5 separate regions of the Mus musculus genome follow, and regions 2, 3, 4 and 5 are each linked to region 1. Evidence: chromatin contacts called from public Hi-C and promoter capture Hi-C data. All regions are on one chromosome and are shown on one strand. The core of a region is the stretch at or near the end of the contact, and the rest is flanking DNA. Distances in the headings are between cores, read along the strand shown.

Region 1 (3,155 bases), core at 383-2,882:
GGCCTTGGTGATGAAAGTGGGCTGGAAAACCCTGGAAGGTAGTGTCCGGAGACACACAAGCCTTGCAGCCAACATGGTGGGCGATACACCGGTTTACTAAGCAGATCTGAAATGCTAGTTAGAAAGGTAGAGGGGGGAAAAATTTAGTTAATTAAGAAGGAAACATAGTAGCCAAAATCAGAAGAAACTTAATTTAAATAGAAGAAAAAAATCAGAACAGTGGCCTCATTAATTTTTAATGCTGTATCCTTCCCTTGTTCCTTCTGACTCAACAAATCTAGTTTAGAATGGGCAGCCAATGATATAAATCCAAGTTTGACCAGATATATGTAATACAGAATCAATGTTATTATGTTGACACAATCACAGATTTTACAAACATAGCTTGGCCTGATATTTACTCCATCATTCAATGAGTAAAAGTAAAAGAATCTGTGTGACATTTCAGCACAAGAAAAACATCATCCAGAGAAAAGATAACTAAACCACTCGAGACTAAAAACCATGAACAAAAGCCAGGCATGCAAATGTCTACCAAGTAGGTCAGATGTTACTTCCCTTTAAGATACGACAGATACATTCAAATTAAATTATTCCACTACATAACATTCAATCAAAATAAACAAAATTGCCCTGCTAGGTTTCCCTGTTAAAACACCTTCTGGTATTCTTAATAGGGTAACCCCTGCCCCCAACATTCTAAAATTGAATTGTCTCAGTTCCAGTTAGACTATATCGATAAATAGTTAAGTACACGCCTTTCTGCGATGCTAAAGGCACATTTCTGGTCAATGAGTTGTGATGAATTTTAGGCAAGTGATTTGTATTTCCGCTTTCTCCCCATTTGTAAAATATTTAAATACAAGAAAACTTGGCCAAAATGGGACTTTGAAATCGCCCATGAATTACCCTAAAACTATAGGAATGTAAAGAAGTTTTAACTAGCACCTCCAAAGTTAAGAATTTCCGGAACTACGAAGTGCACACAGCTCTAGGCATCTGACCTTGCGGAAAAAACCCGGAGCCCTTTTGGTACTTTCATGCCATTACATCATCTCAACCTATGGCTTCAGCTTACTGACCCGAACAGAGCCTACCTAGTCTGCGTGGCCTTATGTCGTGGAACAGCCAAGAGGGTTATCTGCCATATATTTAAGTGCAGATTCTGGACGTCTGAAACCGGCTCCTGGGCTGGGTCTCTACGAACTAGTGGCGACCCTTCCTAACGCTTCCTTGAGCTTGAGTGTTCGGATGCGCCCGGTCCTCCCCTCTCACCGCTAGCCCGCTGCCTCCGCGTCCACGCACCACCCCCACGGCACCCGATCGCCGACAGCTAGGGCCCCCGCGCGGGTCCCCGAGCGGCTGACTCAGCATCCCTCTGCCCAGGGAGATGAAGAGCGAGGACGAGCCCGGCCTTCCCGCCCCGCCCGTAGCAGCCAGCCCAGATCCCGCTGTGCCGACGCCCGTCACAAGGACTGGAATTCTCAGGCCTCGCGAGGCAGTACCTCAGCTCCGGTCACCTCTACCACGGGGCTCCCTTCCGGGTCACCGAAACTCAGAGTGTGCGACCTCCCTCTGCCCGCTCCTCCGCAACCGCGCGACTCACAGCGTCACGCAATATCCGGACAAAAGGTAAATAGTACAAGCAGCCAATCGAGAGCAGGCTTCTAACGGAAGGGCGGGCGCAGTGGCGAAGGCGGGGCTTGGTTTGGAGACCGGACCAATGGAAGTTTGTGTTTCGAAAACGTCACAGTCAGCGTCCTTTCTGGGTCCGAGTAAGGAAGCCGACACTGGCAAACGCTTTGGGCATCTGCGTTGTGCGTTGTGCGCACTCGCTGCCAATAGGTGTGGGGGCGAAAAAGGGAGTTGGACTGGTTGGCAGCGCACTCCTTAAGTCCCACTTTTTGGGGAGGCAGGTAGATCGCTGTGAGCTCTAGGCCAGCTTAGAATTACTTTTGTTATTGGATTTAGGTTTAACAATGAATTTTCACATTTAAATTGGATTTTGTTCTATTTAAGAGTCATTCTTAAAACACGTTTTACGCCGAGAGTAATTAGTTTGGGTTAATCGTCTAGTCGCGTTGGCTGGCACGAAATTAACTAACCCTTAGAGGTATAATTTAGTCAGACTTTCGTTAACTGCTTAATTTTTATCACTGCTGGGGCTGTGGCTAGGCAGGGTGTCTTGAGCTATGTGAGAGGTACTTGACGCGCTCTCCTTTTCATTCATTATGCAAATGTTAAGGGATTTGATACTGGTTTAGTGAGTTCTGCATATATTAATTTACTTTGAATTAATTATAAGGCCAGGACCAAATCTTTTGTATTTATGGAATGACAGAACCCACCTAGGCATTTTCACTACTTTGCTTTAGCTATTATGCTACATGAACTCATGTATGAACATATCAATACACAAAATTAACTTGAGCATTTTAATAAAGTTTATGTTTTTATAACTTATGATCAATTTTTTTTTTGTATGTACTGAAAACTAAGCCTTAATTTTAGGAACTTTTAGAAGTTAGATGGATAGTTAAACAATCATTGGTTGAGTTTCTTGTTTTGGGCGTTTAGCCAGAAAATAACGCCAATGGTCTATATAGTAGTGAGTTTCAGAATGGCCAGAGTAAGACAGACCTAGTCTGCGGCAGGGGCTGGGGGTGGGGCATAGTGTCAAAATTGAATAACACATTTTTTCTAATTGCCATAAAAACATTCCTACCAAATGTGGCATTTTTTTTTTTTTTAAATTAGAGCCAACCTGCTTCTTGAGTGTACTACTGATGGTGAGATCTAGAGGGGTTTATTTCCGAGTTTTTCTTTCCTTTCCTTTCCTTTCCTTTCCTTTCCTTTCCTTTTCTCTTTTTTTTCTTTTTTCTTTTCTCTTCTTTCTTTCTTTCTTTTTCTTTTTTACCTTTTGACTTTTCAATGACATTTTTGTTTGTTTGTTGTCAAGCTTCAGGCTCCACTTGAGTAACAGAATACATACAAACCACTCTTCTTGTGAAGGTTTTTATTTATTTTATTTTATTTTATTTTATTTTATTGTGTGTGTGTGTGTGTGTGAAGGCTACTGAAATGCCTCAGTGGAAAATAATTTATTACAATAAGAGACATGTCTCTTTTATTTTTGGTTAGGAGCCTGACCTTTA
Region 2 (3,155 bases), core at 277-2,776, 3.9 Mb after region 1:
ACTAATGAAATCGTATGCACCTTAAAATTCCAGACCTCACCAAACAAACCTTCTGGTGCCACACAAGCTTGAAATGATCATTGCAATCCCAGCAATCAGGAGGCAGAGACAGGGGGACTGCAAATTCAAAGAAAGCCTCCGGGAAATTCAAAGCTACCCTGAACTACATAAGGCCCACCCCCTCAAGAAGAAAAGGGGAAAGAGGTGGGGTAGAGTGCTTTGTACCCCTTCAGGGACAACACAAAGGGTCTCAGGTAAATGCCATCCCTTATAAGGAAGGACACCAAGGAAAGGTCGGACGAGAAGAACCAAGTTGCATGAGCCTGGACCAGCCATGTTTCACATTAGCAAAATGGGAACAATTTCCTAATCACCTTCTACAGAGATGAATCACTGAAGATGCTATAAGCTCTTTGCAAAGACTGCCAGAGATGTTAAATTCTTACTTATTTCTGGATTACTCATTGATCACCCCAAATATTTGAAACAAAGGATTTTCTGATGAGTATCTTGTGAGGACCCAGATTCTATTAGCAGGGCTCCATGACAAGCAGGAGGATTTCTGGGTTTGGGGCCAGCCTGGTCTACAGAATGAGTTCCAGGATAGCCAGAGGTACACAGAGAAACCCTGTCTCGAAACAAAACATCCAATGAGTATTTTCTTTTCACATAAATCATTTACCAAGTTCCAAGACAAGAAATGTTGAAGTAAAAATAAAACCAAAAATCTAGGTAACAGGGCTGTGAAAACATTGGAGGCACGGTGGCAGCGAGACTCGGATTGTCACCTTCCCATGCAAACCCTGCCAGGTTGGACCTTAACTTTGCTCTCCCTTGGGCCATTTTCACCAACTCCAACAACCTAACAATTCGGAGGATGGGCTGTCCTGGAGCTCTGATTATCTCATTACCACACCTCAGCAGCGGTTTGAAATTTACAACGGAGCTTTCTAAGGCAAAGGTTTGTAACCCTTAGAAGAGAAGGAGGAGCAGGTATCTCAGAGACTTCCTCACAGGACACCCCAATACCGAAACTGGATAGCCACGGCCACCCCTGGCAGCCTTCAGCCTAGCCCATGTTGGGTGGATGCCCCTTCCTGAGAGGTGGGCAAACGTTTTTGTTTTTTTTTTTTTTTCCTTCAGTTCTCTGTCCCAACAATTCAAACATCTGGGTGGGCAAGAGTTTTTCTGTCCTCTGTCCCAACGATTCAGACTGCTGGGTGCCGCCAGCGCCATTCCGGGACAGGGGTCTCTGGGCCCCAAGCGTGGAGTCTGTCCTGATCGCTGTGGTGGGCTGAGGGCACATCGGAGAGCGGTACCTGGAGAGGATCGGGTCACATCCTCTATCCAGCATCTAGTCTCCGCGGTCCCTGGCCTGCCTCGATCCTCACCTGCGCCCCAAGGACCCCGCCTCCGTGGACCTCACTGGCCCCTGAGCTGCGCCAGCGGACGCAGGTGCCTCCTCGGTTGTAGTGCAGTTTTGAGGGCGGGTGAGACTAAGGTCTCCCCGCGCCTGCGCAGCTCAGCGCCTACGCCACCACGCCACTTTCACGTGACAGACACGCCCCCGCAGCTCCAGACTGGGGACTGGGTAGAACTGGGTCGCCTTCGGGCACTTCTTTGCTCGCTGATTTCCACGGAGCTAGTTTGGAACTAGCGTGGCTTTGTGGGGTAGATGTCCCAGCGTCCATCTTCACCCCCAAATGCTGGTTATTAGAATGAAGAAAACCAGCTGAGAACTGGCTCTAAGGATAATACCAGCTCCTCTAGCTTCTTTGAGCAACCCTGTGACAGGCTTGTCTTAATACTCTAACGTGGTTGGTTGCTTAATGTAGCTCAGACTGGTCTGGAATTGTTCATCCTCCTGCCACAGTTCCCCAGGGGCTGGGATCACAGGCGTGCACCGCCATGCCTGGCTTTTACCCATTTTTCTCACTCCTGTAATAAGTGTTCATTACTGTCGTATCAAAGCTGTAGTCAAAAGAAACAGGATTAACTCACAGAATAGTTAAAGGTGGGGGAGTGGGAGACAGTCAGAAAGAGATCACAGAGCAGTTTGCAAAGAAGTATTACAGCAGCCAGACAGGCACGCTGGTCAGAAGTGGTCATCTGTCCTGTGTGCATTGGGGGTATCCACCTGTGTGGGACTTGACACCTGGCCAGAGGACTAGGCTGTCCTAGTACATCTTTACCTTCCCCTCATGTTTCTCACTGTAAGAAGCAAGACTCTTGCTATGTAATAACAAATTCAAGAGACTAAGGAGGGTAAGACAGTTTTTATTTTACTATCTTGTAGAACTGTGTGTTACCCTAGACAAAAAGTTAAAAGGGGGTGGGGTGGGGGATGGGGATGGAGACCCCGCCCTGCTTTCCTGTTATGTAGGTAGTCAGGAGCTGCCCTAATTAGGGTTATTATTGTTATGATGAAATACCACGAGCAAAAACCAATTGGAGAGGAAAGGGCTTATTTGGCTTACACTTCCACATCATAGCCCATCTCTGAAGGAAGTAGGGTAGGAACTCAAACAGGGCAGAAACCTGGCAACAGAGCTGATAAACAGACTGTGGAAGGGTGCTGCTTGGTGGCTTGCCTACATTCTGATTTTATGAAGGCGTTTTCTCAGTCCCTCCTCTCCAGACTCCAGCTTGTGTCAGGTTGACATAAAATTAGCTATTCCAGCAGTCAACTAACTTTCCACCCTATGGTAAACAGAGACAAATACGCGTTATCTGACAGCTGGGAAAGAGCAGAGTCCTTGTGCCTCCTGATAGATCGGAATGATGTACTTCTGATACTCAGAACCTGGAGCTAGGCTGGTAGGCAGCAAGCTGCAGGGAGCCTTCTATTTCTGCCCACCAAGGCCCTGAGATTCCAAGCCTGTACTCTTGCAATCAGTCTGGATTTTTACTGATACCAAGGGTTTGAAATCAGTGCTTTTACCTGCTGAGCCATATCCCAAACCCAGGAGATGGTCGGTCATCTCTGAGCAGTGTTCCCCCAACCCTGTTCACCTGGGAAACACCTAGTATCCAAAGGCTTTCCAGATCTTCCTCCAACCTCACATTCCATATAAATATATGGCAGGATTCAACTCAGAGAGTCTGTTGAGGGAGCTTTCCTGAGCCATAGTATATGCATCTTTGTTTCCCTGCTG
Region 3 (3,155 bases), core at 363-2,862, 3.8 Mb after region 1:
AGCAACTAAGCCTAGATCAAGTGCATATCAATAACTACCACTGAGCACCTACTGTAGGCCCAGCACACAAGGCTTGCAGATGTGAGCCCAGAAAGTATGGGCTGTAGCCCAGAGCACCCCAGTCTCTGAAACACATTAGGTGATCCAAGAAGGAGACCCAGAAATGCAGAAAGGGATGCTATCAAGCCAGTCATCAACTAAAGGTGTATAACAAACACACAGTAAGGGTAAAATACATCTAGTGACATAGGTTTCCACCTCAAGAGACTGAGAAGAATCATGAATTCAAGGCAACCCTGGGTTACACAAGACCCTGACACCAAAAAAAAAAAAAAAAAAAAAAAAAAAAAAAGACTTGGGGACAGCTAAGGGAGGAGCCAGAGAGCAGAAGTCTGGGCTTCATTCTAAGGGTTTTAGGGCCCAGGAGGAGTTTTGAGAGAAAGGGTGTCTCCAGCAACCTCTGAGCTGTTAGAATGTGGGGCCCCAGATTTCCTTTCATAAATAAGGAAGCACTCAGCAGGCACCAACTTCTACTCAGAAGCCAAGGGGCTGTGTGGAAACTGTCCCTTGACAGCCACAACTGTGTAGGATTTGGCAGGCAACTGACCTAAATCCACCAGTCCGTTGGGGTGACCACCTAGAGAGCTGAGATCACACCTGCTACAGGCTCCAGCCCAGCGTCCTGCACACGCTGCCCAACACATCTCGATGTCCCAGAACACCAGTGTCCTGATACAGTCACCGTGGCTCTGCAACCAGCTCCGGGCAGGCACTGGCTGAAGACACTGAGTTCTGAGGATTCTGACTGCCTCTCACTGGAGACCAAGTTTCAGTCCTCCAGACAGGAGTTTCAGTGGTTCAGGGGCCGAAGTCCCCAAATGTGCACTCTGCCCACCCTCTGCACTGCACGCCCGGGAGGGAAGGGAATACAGGAGCTCCAACCTAGGCTGAGCCAGAATCACAACTTGGCCAAACCTCGGGCTAGGTCAGGGGTCGGGCTCTGCTCCCAAACACAGCCTTTAGCGACTAGCACCGAGAAGCCAGGATCGCCACCTCCTTAAACTCTTGCCGGACAGCGTGGGACCCCGCGACAGCGTGCACATTCAGGGTGGGTGGGGGCTGGGCGACCGTCCCCTCATCCGGGACCGGAGCTGAATAAAGAGCCTTCCGCTGGGTTCGCAGGTGAGGACCGACAGAGCCCAGGCAGCAGCCGGGAGCAGACACACCTTCCGGGTAGCCCGCCGCGCCTCCCACTCGATACAGCGCCCCAGTTCGGCTCAGCGGGGTCCCGGCCGCGGCCTCCAGAGCTCGCGGGCGGTCTCAGCAGACAAAGCCCGCGCCACCCGCGGGGCCGCCCCCGCCAGCCAAGGGAGTCCAGGGGCCGAGCAGGAACGCGGGGAGCAGCCGCTGTCCCGAGAGGACGCTCACGAGGGCCGGCCCGAGACAATAAAGACAGGCCCGACGCTTCAGCGAGGCCACGCGTTCTACTTACCCGGGCGCGGCAGCAGCGGCGGCAGCACGGCCCGGTTGGCCGAGGAAGTTAGAGCAAGTTCAGCAGCTCCGAGCGGGAGGGCGCGACTCGGGCCGTCCGAGCGGCGGGGGCGGGGCGCGGAGGGGCGGGGCCGCGGCGAAAAAAGAGGCGCCGCTTCCTCGCACCGCTCAGCCGCCCAGTGCGTCTGGCGCACCCAAGCCCCGCCCCCGCTCTTTGCTCCTCCCCATGCAGGAACCGCCCCATCTTTCGCTCCTCCCCCCCACCCAGGCCTGGCTCTCACCGCTCGCTCCGCCCCACTGTGCTATCAGCCCACATCCCACCGCTGATTGCCCCTCCCACATTGATCACCACGCCTTCTCTACGCCCCGCCTGTGTTCCGCCCCCGGGTCGCCGTGCTCCACCCCCTACCGTGCACCCCGCCCTACAAATGGTCATCCATAGGTAATGAGGCGGATCGCTGACCCGCCCCTTTGTCCGGCTCTGGGCGGTGCCCCAAACGGGATTTACCCGGTTCCGCCCTCTCTGTGGCTCCCGGACGCTGGCGAAGTCGATCGCTTGTGGCCGCAGAGTTGAGCGCTCGGCCAAGTTACGCCGCGCAAATGCTCCTCTGGTATTAGCTCTTAACCCGGCGGGAGCCGAGCCAGGGAGAAATGCGAGTTACAAGATGCCTGTGTCAAGGGATGCTCGAGGTGGCTGAGAGGTGGAAGAAGATTGGTGAAATGGCTGGTTTTAAGATGGAAGGCATTCCTGCCCAGCCTTGGGAGCCAGTGTGTGCGGGTAGTTTTCTAGAAACGGTGGTTGAGATTTCTTTACAGCTGAGCCGTAAACACTCGCTCCTTCCAGTCTCGGTGCTAAAAATACCAAGCTTCCTTTGGATGTCCTGCTGAGATTTGCTCATCACCTTTATGCTGAGGAGATGGCTGGGCTGATTCTTGGAAGTGGAAGGTCACAGGACAGGCAGATAGATTTACAGTGCTGTCCACACTGCTGTGATAAAAAGGCCGATCTCGTCCCAGCCTAGATCTGCTTGTCAATAGAGCAAAGCATAACCTTGTCCTGCTTGGTAAACTCGTGTAGATTTGCGGGAGCTGAGGGACAGATCTGCTCCTCTTGGGCTATACAAAAGTGGCATAAGACTGGGGCTATGTTTTTAACACACGCAGCCAACAGGTTAAGTTCATTGTAAAGAGAAAAAGAAAATCTGGAAATAGAATGTACCTTTCTGCTGCTAGTTGTGGTTATTTAACAATGGGGATGTAGCCTGTTTCTAGAATATGCCAGATAGCTCAAGGACCTCTCTGGCAAGGAAACCTGTCCATATTGTCACCTCTAACTAACCAAAATGCATGATTGGGTGTCTGATGTGTGGGCACCAGGTCTTGAATTATCCTGGGGAGTGCAGCAGCCTGAAACCTCTCCCTCCACATAGTTACTGTTTAGTAGAAAAGACAAATCATTTCAAGATGAAATCAATGCTGAGACAAGACAAAAGCCCAGGGATAAAGTGAGCATGTGGAAGGGAAAGGTGAGAGAGAGATTGATGTTGAAACTGAAAGCAAAGGAGTGAAGAGTTAGAAGAGGGGGTGGGGGGTAGGGGTGGCAGTTGGTCCAGAAAGTACAAGTGGAGAGCAGAGGTGCCAAGGCTTTGATAAGAGCCACGCTC
Region 4 (3,155 bases), core at 319-2,818, 3.8 Mb after region 1:
GTACACTGTGGGCTGTGATATAGAGTAGAGACCTAAGCTGAGAATCAGAGTCTATATGCCAGGGAGGAAGGACCTAGTTATCTTCAATGTATTCTGACTAGAACTGCTATTGAGGGTGAAAGTATAACAAAGTAAAAACAGAATTCTAGGCCTTTAGGCCCAGGCTTGGGAATGTGGCCTTTGTAAAGGTATGCTAATCATAAAACAGATAGCGACATTCCTCCACCCACCCACTTCCTGGGTTCAAAGAGTGCTCATTCAAAGAAAGTCACCCTGACCATTACCAGAACCTGCAATGCAAATGTGCTATAGTTAGGGGCTCTTAGAAGCTGTCTTGAGAGTTAACAATTACCAGGTATTCCTTGTGACTCTTAACTGGTATCTTTGGTATCTTCCAACAACGCCCTCCCCACTTCCTTGAGTTGTGGTTTCTTCCTTTAAATACCCCCTTACCCAGCTACTCGGGCCGCCGTGGTCCTCTACCCCTGCGTGGTGTATGACTGTGGGCCGGAGAGCGCTCTTGAATAAAAATCCTCTTGCAGTTTGCAACAAGACCGTTTCTTGTGGGGGATTTTGGGGTGTCGCCTCTCCTGAGTCAGAACGTGGGAGAGTCCTCACTTTGTGGGTCTTTCAAGGGTAGAGAATATGCCCTTGGTCTGGGCATATACCTTACTAGTAGAGTACACAAAGCCTCAGACTCAATTCCCAGAATCAGAAAAAGAAAGAAGACAATGGTCTCTGTTATGCACCATGCAATTGTCAAGCATCAGATTCCACAGCGCCTTCTTTGAAGTGAGGAAGTCTACACTTCCCCAGCCCATCTGAGTCCTGCATAGTCCCTGCCACATTCTTCTATAATCCTGGTTGGAAACCCAAGCTAGTGGGACTAAAGGCCCCAGCACAAGGCTTCCAAATCCCCAGTCTTTATCACACTAGTGCCCATACGAAAGGAGAACCCAGCCTTGACTCGTTAACTTTCTCATTATTAGTTAAGATTTGGTGACCCGCCCCCCACCCCCACCCCCAAGCCACATACCTCTCTTGACCTTTGCGGGCCTCAGGCCCTCTGCCTGAGCCAGGGCATCCCACGCCTCCCGTTCCCTCCATCGCCGCAGCTGCTCCTCTCGCATCTTATAGAAGAGGATGTGCTTCTGCACATCGCTGAGCTCGGCCAACAGCTCCGGGTCGATGTACATGTCCTGCAGGATCTGCTGCAGCATGATGCTGTGGGGGACGCACACCGGAGTGCAGCCAGTCAGAACTCCAAGGCTACACAAGATCCCTGGGCCAGGCCAGCGCCTTGAGCCAATTCTGCCCTAGCTCCTCACTTTGGAGTCACTCCAGATGACCTCTCCTTGGACAGCATCTTTGTCCTGTCTCAGCTCCCAGCCAATGATGGATTCATATCGGCCAGGACAGCATTATTCACCCAAGCAGCAAGAACCAAGGGGCTCTGAGAGGTAGCAGAGGCAGAGAGCTGTCTAGTCCTGGCTTCCTATTAAGATCACTTATCATTAAATTACCACATTTCAGCAGTGTTGTGGCTTCACCTGGGGTTTCTACAACAATAAGGCTCCAAACATCTGCTCAGACCCAAATCCACCTGGGTCGGGAGGTGTCGAGTGATCTGTTAGTGGAAGGTAACAATGACACCAGCTGTATCAGTGACACTGGCCCGGCCAGCTGAGAACTGATCCCTCCCCTGCAGATAAGAGGGGGTGGGGAAGAAGTTGTTTGCCTACTAATTCCATGTCTTTTGAGCCAATGTCAGAGGCCTATGCAACTTTCAAAAGCTTCTGGGACCCCAGGTGCCACAACTGTATCTGCTTCACCATGAGCAACCTTCCTCATTTCAGGGCACCTGGAAGATAATGTTATTACTTCTTAAAGTGCCTTGGGGAGGAAATGCCTTCCCTCCTATCTGTTTTGGATTCAAACTGGCGAACAAAATGGAATCAGTAGAAGAAATGTAGGGGTTATTACCTTACCACAGTGCTCATGACCATAAAGATGACATCATTTCCTTTCCCTAGAGCAGACTTTTAAACTCTGCATGTGCTTAAAGACAGGCCTCCCCAGTGGGCCATTTGGGAGGTTGTTGTTGATATCTTTGTTGTCCAAGTCCTTGCTAGTCTGCTTTAATACAAATGTCCAGGCTTCTGCTTTGAGGTGGGTAGGAGCTGCTCTTGCTGAGACCCGAGGCTCCCTTTCTAATAAGCTTGCTTGCAGAGCTGTTCATAGGTGTCCTTTTATCCAGACAGGAAAGCCCAGGAAGGTAGTGCATGCCTCGGGCTATGCAGCCAGTAGGCTGCCGCAGCAGCGCTCCACCCAGATTTCAAATTTGACATCCTCTTCGTAGTTTAAAGCTGCAACCCTATCCGGAGAAAACAGGCAAGATCTGGCACTGTGAGCAGGTTGGATTGGTGGTATCAGTTTCTCCACTTCCCTAGGGATGGAAGAGGGATCCGGAAACCAAGAGAAATGGTAGAGACCCGGAGTCTGAATCTGTCTCTCTCTGCAAGACTGACACAAAAGTAAGCAGAACCAAGCGGAGTCTCTCCAGTTAAGCCCACAGGGTCAAAAACGAATGTGGCAGCCAGACACCCTCCTCTCAGGCCAGTCCCTTTTCCTCTCTCAAGCCGGTTTTGGTCGGCGTTTTATCCCAGGCAATAGGGAAGCAAATTGGGACACTGGTGAACCAAAGGCAGGAAGGACATCTAGCCTCTGTGTCCCCAGATTCTTAAAAGAACAGGATAGAAGGCAGAGAAAACACTATTAAAAGCAGAGGAATGGTTCCAGGCCTTTGAAAGCAGTGGCGTCCTGGGATTTGTAAACGAATAGGAGAAATTACTCCATTAGTGCTACTGAGGCTCTGTTTGCGGGGGAGGAGCGCTCCCTAGCAATCCCAGGTCAGTGGGGCAGGAGGCCAATTGATACCAAATACGTGAACCTGACCCAGCCACGGGCTGTGTCAGATTTCTGGAACACTAAGGGGGCGGTTCCGCCACTCTGGGCTCCTTGAGTGCTCTTATCCACGTGTTCCTGGAAGCTGCGTCTGGCTTGGCGCGCCCCCTGCCGACCGAACTGGACCACAACCCTAGCACTGCACGCCAGGTGCAGCCGGACTGGAACGCAGCAGCATCTTCAGACAGGTT
Region 5 (3,155 bases), core at 414-2,913, 3.7 Mb before region 1:
TCTGGGTGTATTCATACATGACTAGAGAAAGCTCTTACCTAAAATACTAGAAGTGGACAAAGTTCTCAACTTTGATGACAGAGTACCAAGTAAATCCCCTTTATCTACAAGACACTGTAAGTGTTTCATTTGGAGAGTTTGGAGCATCTCTGACTTTTAAGTATGGCTACTCAACTTTTTATGACTATACACACAAGCCATAATCCTCTATTTTATTAACTATATAGAAAAAAATCAGGAATAGTTAACCTAGAAGTGAAAAAGTGATTCCAAACCCTTTGGTGGTCTTTAACAGGTAACATCCTCTATTAATTTATGATCTAGCCAACTGAGAGTGGTATGTGACACATCTGAAACTTCGTGGAGAATTTAAGGCTTTATTTTAAATTTTTGTCTATAAAAGTCTTTCAATCAACCCAATGAGTATGACTTCCATGCTTGGTGATGGGGAAATGATGCAAAATAGGCCTCTAAGTACCATTTTGATTACTTCGTCAGACACAGAAGTAAACCTTCCAAGTTTAACAGCCTCAATAAGAGAACTGAAGTAACCATTACCAATGATACGAAAATTGACAAGGGGGGGGTGGGATTTAAGAATAAAGGTAGTATATTTAAGCCAAACCTGGATATTCTTCCTAACACTATCCTTGGAAGTTCCAGTCAAATGAGCCAAATACCTTACTTAACATACATCCCTTACATAATCGTCTCATTTAAAGGCACATCTATTCTGTTCCATACTACCCTAATTTTTAAGGGTCTTTCTCTTGGCCTTCACATCTTCTCCACCTGGATACAGCACTAACTGTTGCCAAATGAATGAATGAAATAAACATGTTCTAACTGACCAGGTACTTGGTGGAAGCTGATCTCAAAACACAATAGACCGGCAGACCAGAATTCTACTGAAAAGATCACTTAATTTCAGAAGTAAAAATAGAAACTACCGGACACTGTGCAGTCAACATGATATTAAATTCCCGGTGGGATGGGAAACTTTCGGGAATAACAATGTAATGCGTTCCTTACGGTACTTTACAATGGACTTGGTTCTACCTTGTCTGGACTAGGAACCCAAGCGCAAGACAAAGGGACAGCGGCGGGGGAAAGTCAAAAGGTCAGCGGCAGGCGCCCCTCTCAAGGCGCGGCCCGCAGGCCGGCGCGCTCGCGGCCACCCGGCTCTTCTCGGCGTCGCGGCACTCACGTCCGCACAAAGAAACCGCCCACAGTCAAAACACGCTCCCCGTGGGTGCGGGAGACGTATGCACGGTCGCGTCGGCCCGACCTCCGCGGGAGCACCTCCGAACTTGCCGCCCACCCGCTCCATTTCCCCCCGCGCGACGTGGAAGCCGGCCGGAGCGGTGAAGCCAGGTCGCGCGGAGTGGACCACGCCCCCCGCTGCCCCCGCCGCCCGCGCTATTGTTCCCGCGCCGCCCCCGCCCCGCGCGCGTTCCCGGGAGGGGGTCACGGCCGGGGAAAAGCGGCGGCCGCCCGAGCCGCGGCGCCCGCGCACTCACCCGGCAGTGCAGCCAACGGCGACCTGGAAGCCCGTAGCGGAGAACGGCGCCGTCCTGCGGTGGCCGCGGCCGCTACTCAATCCTGTTCGCGGCTCCGCGTTTCGGCCGCAACGTCCGGCCTCGGCCGCTCCGCTGACTAACAGAGACGCGGGCCGTCAACGCGCACGCCCGCCCACGTCATCGCGCAGGGCCCCGCCTCCGCGCCGGCGAGCGGCCTAGGGGCGGGCCAGCCCCGGGGGCCCGGATTACGAGGGCGTGGCCCCGCGACTTGGGCGTGGCTACACTGGGGGGCGGGCTGCAGTAGCGGAGGTTTTCCCCTGAGGGCGGGGCCGCGAGCAGCGTCTGGGCGGCCGCGTGTGAGGGGCGGGGCCGGGAGCAGCAGGGGGCGGGTCTGCGATGGCACGTGGCGGCGCGTGGCGGCGAAACACCAGTCATAGCTTAAGCCTGCATGGTTGCTAGCCTCGCGGGGAGGAGGGGTTAGTGTTTGAAGGTCAGGCACGCGTGCCAGGGCACACACCTGAACCACGGAGAGTCCTGGTTTGACAGATACTCTTCAAGGGCCTACCACCCACCAAGGAGTAGATGTTCTCTAGCTCCCTGGAAGAAGTTACCTCCTTTTACCCCCCAAACCCTCCTGCTCCAGATTTTTTGCCTTACCTGATTTACCTGCAAGTCCTTGCGGCTCTCGCAAATATTAACTATTCACGGATAAACTGACGAGCCTCGACAATGGATGGAAAGGTATTTAAATCACTATCATTCATGAGGCAAAATATATTTAGCACTTTAAAGAGTTCAAAGGCATTCTCGCCAACAACGGAGAATATCACTAAGAGAAAGAAGCAACACATACATATAGAATGATTCTACGTTTATATAAAATATATTACATGCACAGTATATTAAACTTGGAAAAAAAGTATGACAATTGCTTTGACAGTAGGAAATAAAGGGCAGTCTCTCTTACACCTGTGTAGTATACTGTGATTTCCAAAATATACAAATATGTATTGAGTAAATTCAGGTAGACTGTTCCCATTACATGTTAAAATGGTCTTTCTCCAGGGATGCTATCATGAAGCAAATGTGAGCACTCATTCATTTATTCTCCCCCCATTTTATCTCTCAGCAATTTTTTAATTTTAATTTCTTATTTCTCCAGTAAATATTTTATTGCTTGCCTATTCTCTTAAAGGCAGTGTACTAGCACTAGCAATAAGTAGAACTTATAGAGAATTCTTGTGGTATCAAGATAATAAACTATACACCAAATCAAATCGACACTAAAATGCAAATTAAGGACACATCCAACTATGAAAGGAACCAATGTATTAATAAGGCCAGGAAAGCCTTCTCTAAGGAGCTGCCTCCTAATTTGAGAACAGGTTTGACCAGGGATTATGTCCGAGTTAACTTGATGTGCGAACAAGGAGTTCCAGAACGGGGTAGACTGGGAAAACTGAAGACAGGCCAGCTCTATTGGGACACCAAAGAAGACATTGCAAAATGAGAAGACTGATAAAAACAAAATCCTGTGTTGGAGGTGTTTTTATTACAGGTGTAATGGGAAGGCCCTGGTATGTCTTCAGCAGTGGAGAGCATGATTGTACTGACATCTTGACAAAAAACAAACAA

What was found. Promoter capture Hi-C pulls out the DNA fragments that hold promoters and counts their contacts. A called contact is a pair of places that touch in the nucleus more often than the background predicts.
Region 2: a contact with region 1 is called in a promoter capture Hi-C map of pre-B cells. The contact joins the promoter of Prxl2a here to the promoter of Ghitm in region 1. A contact is called at or near these places in 2 of 39 promoter capture datasets (cranial neural crest and pre-B cells) and 1 of 484 Hi-C or Micro-C datasets (CD4 T cells).
Region 3: a promoter capture Hi-C map of pre-B cells shows a contact between it and region 1. The contact joins the promoter of Tspan14 here to the promoter of Ghitm in region 1. A contact is called at or near these places in 2 of 39 promoter capture datasets (cranial neural crest and pre-B cells) and 4 of 484 Hi-C or Micro-C datasets (B cells, CD4 T cells and memory CD8 T cells).
Region 4: a contact with region 1 is called in a Hi-C map of LSK cells, with 4 times the contacts expected there. The contact joins the promoter of Sh2d4b here to the promoter of Ghitm in region 1. A contact is called at or near these places in 2 of 39 promoter capture datasets (cranial neural crest and pre-B cells) and 1 of 484 Hi-C or Micro-C datasets (LSK cells).
Region 5: a contact with region 1 is called in a Hi-C map of CD4 T cells, with 5 times the contacts expected there. The contact joins the promoter of Mapk8 here to the promoter of Ghitm in region 1. A contact is called at or near these places in 2 of 484 Hi-C or Micro-C datasets (CD4 T cells and CD8 T cells).

Annotation. Positions count from the first base shown.
Region 1 is chr14:37,133,690-37,136,844 of GRCm38.p6, forward strand. Ghitm (growth hormone inducible transmembrane protein) reads right to left here and starts at 1,633. Exons shown (of 9, transcript NM_078478.5): 1 at 1,506-1,633; 2 at 1-114. The coding sequence starts at 75.
Region 2 is chr14:41,012,307-41,015,461 of GRCm38.p6, forward strand. It overlaps Prxl2a (peroxiredoxin like 2A), which reads right to left and starts at 1,527. Exons shown (of 6, transcript NM_027464.4): 1 at 1,392-1,527.
Region 3 is chr14:40,965,284-40,968,438 of GRCm38.p6, forward strand. It overlaps Tspan14 (tetraspanin 14), which reads right to left and starts at 1,613. Exons shown (of 9, transcript NM_145928.2): 1 at 1,493-1,613.
Region 4 is chr14:40,891,746-40,894,900 of GRCm38.p6, forward strand. It overlaps Sh2d4b (SH2 domain containing 4B), which reads right to left and starts at 1,569. Exons shown (of 8, transcript NM_177816.4): 1 at 1,037-1,569. The coding sequence starts at 1,220.
Region 5 is chr14:33,445,495-33,448,649 of GRCm38.p6, forward strand. It overlaps Mapk8 (mitogen-activated protein kinase 8), which reads right to left and starts at 1,664. Exons shown (of 12, transcript NM_001310454.1): 1 at 1,521-1,664.